Regions from separate parts of the Mus musculus genome. Here region 2 is linked to region 1. The links are chromatin contacts, called in public Micro-C maps. All regions are on one chromosome and are shown on one strand. Each heading gives the region's core, a stretch centred on a gene start, on an enhancer-like site or on the middle of the called end of the contact. The rest is flanking DNA. Distances are from core to core; before and after follow the strand shown. Region 1 holds the start of En1 (engrailed 1). Region 2 has its middle 27 kb from the start of Gm34352.

Region 1 (3,341 bases), core at 564-3,063:
AACCAAGTCACTAACTAGGCCTATCTTCCCGCCAGCTCAAAGCGCCCTTTCCCTACTAAATAGATCAATGAGTAATTAGATATCTTTCTTCGAGATAATAAAATAAAATACAAAAATGACCTCAGGGCTCAGAGTTCGTAAAATCAAAGGACAAAAACTGGAGCCTCCTGTGCGTGCCAATAGCTGTAACTTCCTTGGTCGAATAGGCCAACATGGCAGGGCAGAATCGAGCACAGGATCGGTTGTGACTAGGACCCGGGGCAAGAGAAATAAAACGTGAAGCTGATGGAGCTTCAAACTGGACTCTCCCGGGCGTGACGGCTTGAAATTCTAGAGCATGGCCTGGACACATATGCACATCCCGGCTCGGGTACTCACCAGAGGACGGACGGTCCGAATAGCGTGTGCAGTAGACCCAGGCGGGCCACACTAGGGGTTGCTGTGAGTCAGTCTTGACCACCGGCCCACCGTTAGCCGAACCCATGAGTAGGATCGCAGGGTTGTGTTCCGGGAACTTGGCGCCCTGCGCCCCGGGACTCCCCGCGTTGCCTCCACTACCACCGCCACTGTCCGAGGGCTTCGAGGCTGCTGCCGCCGCTGCCGCCACTGCCGCTGCAGCCGCTGCTGCGGCCGCGGCCGCCGCAGCAGCCGGGTTCCCGGCTTTGGATGCGCCGGCGCTGACAGCGGTGGCGGGCTGGGAGCCGTCGGGTGGGCCACAGTTCGCATCTGGAGCACACAAGAGCGAGGCAGCCCCCGAAGCTCGTGTGCCCAGAGAGTGAACGGGGTCTCTACCTGCACCAGTCTGGCCTCGGTCACGCTCCACGCGGCTTCCTCCTCCTGCTGCTGCGCCTCCTCCGGCTGCAGCCGAAGCCACCAGGAGCTGAGGCAGGGGCTGTTCCTTTTTGCAACCGAAATCGGGCCTTAGGATGTTATCGATGAAAAAGTTGGTGGTGCGGTGCAGCTGGGCCGCGGGCTGCGGCTGGTGAGCAGGCGCCGCGAGATGCTGCGGTGGCGGCGGCGGCGGCGGCGGCGGGGGCGGGGGATGCGGGGGGAGGTGCGGGTGATGGGCCAGGGGCGGCAGACAGGGTGCCGCAGGAGGCGACGGGGGCGCTGGCTGCGGGGACACCGGCACGCTGTCTCCATCGCTGCCGCTGCTGCCGCTGGCTCCTGGGCTCAGACTCAGACTGAGGCCGCTCGGGGCCGCCGCTGCCACCGCGCCGAGGCCCGAGTCGCGCTGACTTTTAGGCTCCGGCTGCTGTTCTTCCATGCTCGGCCGCCCGGCAGCCCTGGCCGCGGCGCCGGCCCCCGCCCCCCGCGCCTCGCTCCCCACCCCACTTTGCCAGCGGGCCCGTGGGGGTGCGCGGAGAGGAAGAAGGCAAAGCGAAGCCTCAGCGAAGGCACAGGGCGGATGCAGGCGGAAAAAAGAAAGGCGAGCGTCTGGCCTGGCTCTCGCCCGCTCTGGTGGAGCAAATCTCGCTCTCTCCCTCTCTCTAATTTGTAGACATCCAGATACAGTGAAGACACTTGGCTATTATTTTCTTTTCTTTTTCTTTCTTTCTTTTTTTTCTTTCAGCAACAAGATTTCAGTGATTGGTCTTAATGGGGGGATAAGCCACGGCTCAGAAAAAAAAAAAAAGAGGGGAGAAAAAAAAAGAGAAAAAGGAATTTTTTTTAAAGCTCCGAGACTTTTTCCTTAAAGGGAAAAAAATAATCTTTAAAGTCTAGCCATCTTCCTAGGCAGTAGAGGGGTTTGACTTCCCCAGTGTCACGCTCAGCTGTGCCCAGAGAGCGAGGCTGGCAGCGCCTTTAATCGTCTTTGCTTTTTTGCAGGGAGAGCGCGTCTCCGCCAGTGCCGGGCTCCCTTTTCCCCCCTGAAATCTCTGACAGCTCGGATCTTTGCACAAACTCTCTCGCTTAAAAAAAAAAAAAATCACCCAGGCACACTTTTTGCCTTCAAACCGGAAGCACGTGAGTCAGGGCCGCACGTGTGTGAGACCAATGGCGAGCCAGAACTCGCGCTGACACTCAGGGTTCGGCCCAATGGGCGCGCGCGGGACTTTGCGGATAAATAATCCGGGGGCGGCGGCCGTGGGTGGAGAGGGGGTGCAGAGGCTCAGGCCCCGTACGTCCGGCCTGCCCTGCCCCCATTTGTGCCCACGCCCCTCCCCCCTTCAGATCCGGACTGAAGAGGGCATGAAGAGATCCGAGAAAGCTAGAATTTGGGATGTAGACAGATAAGAGAAGCAAGTCCACAACTTGTTGGAGAAATACAGGACTATGGGTTCGTGTGTGCTGGGAACAACGAGAAGCGGCAGGGATTTGGGATACCATACACCCCCCTCCCCATCCCCGGTCGCCGATTTAGTTTATATTCTTATATTCCCACGTTCTCTCTCTGTCTCCCCCCCCCCTCTCTCTCTCTCTCTCTCTCTCTCTGTGTGTGTGTGTGTGTGTGTGTGTGTGTGTGTGTGTGTGTGTGTGTGTGTGAAAAACCAAGAGATCGGGCATGAGCGAAAGACTTAGGGCTAGCTACCTTCAGAGGTGTCGTTTGTTTCCCACTAATGGCAAACCCAAGAGGCCTGCTACACCTTGCTGGCACTGTTGGTTTGTGTCAGTGGCTAGCCACACTGTCGCTGAGAGATTCGTAACTATGCCCTTCCCTGTCTGGATCACCAACACCCACAAGCTGTCCGGACGCTGTGGAGCCACGTCCAGAGGCCATAGAAGAGCCCTAGTGCATTCTGCCCTTTTCTTCCTTGGCTAAGGGAAATCCGGATTGCCCTAGCCCGGTAGAGTTGTCTCAGAAGAGCACCTAAGCCAGGCGACATGATGTGCCTCCTTGCAAGGCCTAGGTTTGGGTTTCAACTTCAGTGAAACCTCTGTGTTAGATTTCCCTGCAAAGTAAAAATCAGAACAATAAAACTACCGCGCTTCAAATGTTTGCCTTGGCCGGCTGAAGATTCAACAACGGGTTACCCTAATTCTAAGCTGAATTCGCTGGAATTGCTGCCCACTCCTGGGCATCTTGGGGTGGGGCCCTGAGCACTTTCGCCTCCAGTCGCTTCCACGCTGCTGTATTCTGGGCATTTCCTCTTTTCCCGAGTGAAATACCTCAAAAGTTTTTCCTCAACCCAGGTTAGAGAGTGAAGGGTGATGCTGGACGCCGGAGAGATTTCCTGGAGAGCTGTTTTGGAGGGTCGGGTACGAATAGACTGTTGAAGCCTTCAGTCCAAGAAAGCCTTCCACAGAGGAGGCCTTTCCCACCCAATGTCCTGTTGGAGATCCTGGCAGAACTACACTTCCCTGATCACCATCCCCAAATGTCATAGTTTCTGACTACC
Region 2 (3,398 bases), core at 361-2,860, 41 kb before region 1:
GACAGATGTATGGGCCCCTTCCCCACTCCTCTGACCCCCACTTTGGAATTGAGCTCCTGACTCTGAAGTTAGGCCTCAATATGAGCTGTTTTTTTAACCTTCTGATACCAGCAGTAGGCCTGGCTCTGTAAGAACTGACATAGATCTTCCAACTCAAACTGTGTCTAAAGTAGATAAGGCTGAGGCTGCCAGAAGGTGTGGCCTAAGGCCTTGGCTGCAGGAAGACTGATGTTGGGTCCAGAAAGTGAATTGAGAAGCCCATTTCCCTCCAGGCCTGCTTAGCTCCATTCCAAAATACATCTGCCAGCCCTGTAGCTAGGCTTCCCCCTGGCTCTGGGTGGTGGGGAAGTTCTAATTTAAAACTGTTGCCTAGTGTCCTCCTAAGCCATGCCCTACTCTAAAAAAGAAGAAGAAAGAAGAAGATGAGAAAAAAACCTCTCGCCCATTCAGGCAACAGCTGGAAGGCTTGGCTGAATGGCGTGCTTCAATGTGGAAGGTCACAGGATACTGATCTAAGCACTGAGGAGGTTTGCTCACCCAACTGTTGACACTCTGTAAACGCGACAGGCGGGGCTGGTGTGGGCATCTGAGGAAGGAAGCCCCCACCCCACCCCCAACCAGAGAAAGAATAGGAAGCAACTTCTATTCAACACTCACAGGGGTGCCCCGGGAGGGCCCCTCCATCCAGGCTAAAGCCACCAGGCCCATTCCCTGCCTCCAAGTTACCTTGTATTATAACAGGATTAAAGTATATTTAGCTCAGCCATTAGCATATTTGAGCCCCCATTTTGGTCTACTTAAGGCTTCCGGTAGCCTTTGATCAGGTCTGCGTTCTGCTGGTCAACAGAAGAACCCCAGCATGCCCTGTTGGGGGGAAGGAGGGGGGAGACAGTCAGACTGTGAAATTCCCGGAATGCTCCAATATTCTATTGTTTTCCTTAAACGGCCCAGTTTACACCCAGAGTTGGGGGGGGGGGTGGCGAGAACCAATAATAATTAGGTCTTCCTAGGAAGAGGAGAGAAAGGATTTGTGCTCTCCTAAGAAAAGGAGGGGAGGGGGAACCCTATAATTTCTACAGTGTCTGCCTTTTTATTGCTTTCATTTGCATATAAATTAAATCCATATTGTAGCTTTAAGGCAAGCGGGGCTTAGAATTCCACACAGCCTGGGGTCCTATTGTCTTACAGCCAGTTCTAGGCGGTGGGAGCAAAATGAAAGGGAAGGGCCAGGCACGGGAAAGAGAAAGTCAGTTCTGTAGCGGTTTTAATTGCTTGTTTGTTTTCTCCACCAATTACAGGCAAATTAATATTTAAACTTTGGGAGGCTGTAAGGAAAATGCTTACAATGTTAAGTTGGATGCGGGGGAGGGGGGACGGGGGGGGGAGGAAAGCTTTGGTCCTAGCTTTCCTGCAGCTGAGATTTCATTGTAGTAAATTTTAAAAAAAAATCATTTCTTCTCTTGCCCGCACACTGAGACTCAATTGCACTTCCGCGATGAGATGGGGTAGAGAGGTGTCAGTTGTCCTAGTAGGCCCTGGCCGATGCCTTACTAGGCTCTCCACTGACCACACACCTGCACCTGCTTAGACCATGCAACGGATGGAATCCAGGCTTTCTGCCCGCTAAGCAGCAGACCACGGCGTGCATGCTCAACTGTCTGCCAATGATATAGGAAGAGTGGTCCTAGTCTAAATACTGGAGAGCTCTGCCCAGGAGCCTTCTGATCCCGATAAAGCTTGTTTCACAAACCCTTACCTTACTGTAGCAAATTCCTCGATATGCAAGTGGTAATGGAGGAAAGATCTGCAGAGGCTGCAGAGACCAGGAATATGCAGAGGGAAGCCCTTCAGATTTTCACCCTAAAAACACTCCAGACACTGCGGAAGGAACTCGGTGGCAGAGAGGACGCACACGCACGTGCACACACAGAGAAGGGTTCTGGGGCGGGGGGCACCACAAACATTGAAAAGCAAACAACAGGCTTGAAAATGGCCACATTTTTGGATTTTTGCCTGATCAATTTGTTGAATACAGGAAAGGTCCTGATGAAAAGTAATGAATCAGCTGTTGAGACAGCAGCCAAGCCCAGCAACTTTAGTTCCATCCTCAGACCCAACATTTCTAGAACCAGTTCCTGGAAGTTGTCTTTTGATTTCCATACATGCACCATGGCACTGCATGTGTGCATGCATGGAGAGAAAGAGAGAGAGAGAGAGAGAGTACCTACACAGAGAAAGAGGGAGAGAACACACACACATAAATGTAAATAAAATATTTCGTTGAATTCTAACCAGTGTCCTAACAGCAGGAAGCCACGACTAAGTCTGACATTCCCCTTTTTCTATTTTCCTTTTGTTAAATTTACTCGTTTACTTTGAGACAGGGCCTCATGTATCGCAGTTTGGCCTGAAACTCTCTGTGTGGTAGATGACCACAGCTTTAACACTCCTGCCTCCACCTTTGAGTGCTGGGGTTACCTTGTGCACCATCGATGCCAGGATTCTGTAGTACTAGGGAGGAAACCAGGGCTTCCTGAATCCTGGGCAAGTCCTCTACAAATTGAACTGTAATGCATCTCCAACCTCTGACTGAGCCCCACACAGGGCTCTGTGGACTGTCTTCGGTCTCTGTGCCTCCCTTCTCAGAGGTCTAATGTGGGGAAAGGGTTGAGCCAGCATTCACCCTCAATACCTGCCCCCCCCCCCGTCCTGGACTCCCTCTGCTAAGATCCCTAAGATCTGCCTTCTCCATCCTCTGCCAGGGCCAACCTCTGCTAGAGGCTCTGTCTGTCTTTTGTCCGTACTTTCTTCTATTTCATCATGTTACCTTCCAAGAAATATGGCCACATTGATTCAGACTCCTCAGCATAGCTTCCCCTTCCGTTTCTACTTTGTAGCTTGAAAATGTCTATAGTTTCCCCATAGGGAGAACATATACACACACTTCCACTGAAGTCTTATATATTCAATTTTCTGGCCTCTTGGGCTACTCCAAACACTCCAAGTTCCTCAATGATCTAAACAGGATCTCTGGGCTCAGTCTCTCTCTCTCTCTCTCTCTCTCTCTCTCTCTCTCTCTCTCTCTCTCTCTCTCTCTCTCTGCGTGTGTGTGTGTGTGTGTGTGTGTGTGTGTGTGTGTACAAGCTCAAGAATGGCATATATAGAAGCCCTTGATCAACATCAATCTCTCTATACCTTATCTTTTATTAAATGACTGTACTTTTCATTTTTCCCCGTTTTAAAACATTTATTTATTCGCTTTAGATTCTGATCGCTGCCCCCTCCCAAAATTCCTCCCTAAATTCACCCTACCCTTCTCCTCTGAGAGGGTGAAGCATGCCCTGAGAATCCCCCTACCCTGGCACATCAAGTCTCTGTGGGGCTAGGCACATCCTCTT

The links. A called contact is a pair of places that touch in the nucleus more often than the background predicts.
Region 2: a Micro-C map of embryonic stem cells shows a contact between it and region 1, with 3 times the contacts expected there. The contact joins the enhancer-like site here to the promoter of En1 in region 1. A contact is called at or near these places in 1 of 39 promoter capture datasets (cranial neural crest), 6 of 484 Hi-C or Micro-C datasets (the C2C12 cell line, embryonic fibroblasts, embryonic stem cells and 1 more), 5 of 115 datasets of contacts at active chromatin or transcription factors (embryonic midbrain, embryonic stem cells, pancreatic cancer cells and 1 more) and 2 of 9 other capture datasets (liver and pancreatic islet).

What each region holds. Positions count from the first base shown.
Region 1 is chr1:120,600,959-120,604,299 of GRCm38.p6, reverse strand. It overlaps En1 (engrailed 1), which reads right to left and starts at 1,813. Exons shown (of 2, transcript NM_010133.2): 1 at 379-1,813. The coding sequence starts at 1,267.
Region 2 is chr1:120,641,798-120,645,195 of GRCm38.p6, reverse strand. It overlaps a transcript of 2610027F03Rik not described here. Among named protein-coding and RNA genes, the nearest start is that of Gm34352, 27 kb to the right of the region's middle. Within about 2 kb of position 1,610, at least 24 of the 459 cell types and tissues checked have an H3K27ac peak or open chromatin away from gene starts, as enhancers often do. A contact at or near this core is called in embryonic stem cells, muscle stem cells and stem cell-derived anterior neural progenitor cells, where this site is marked.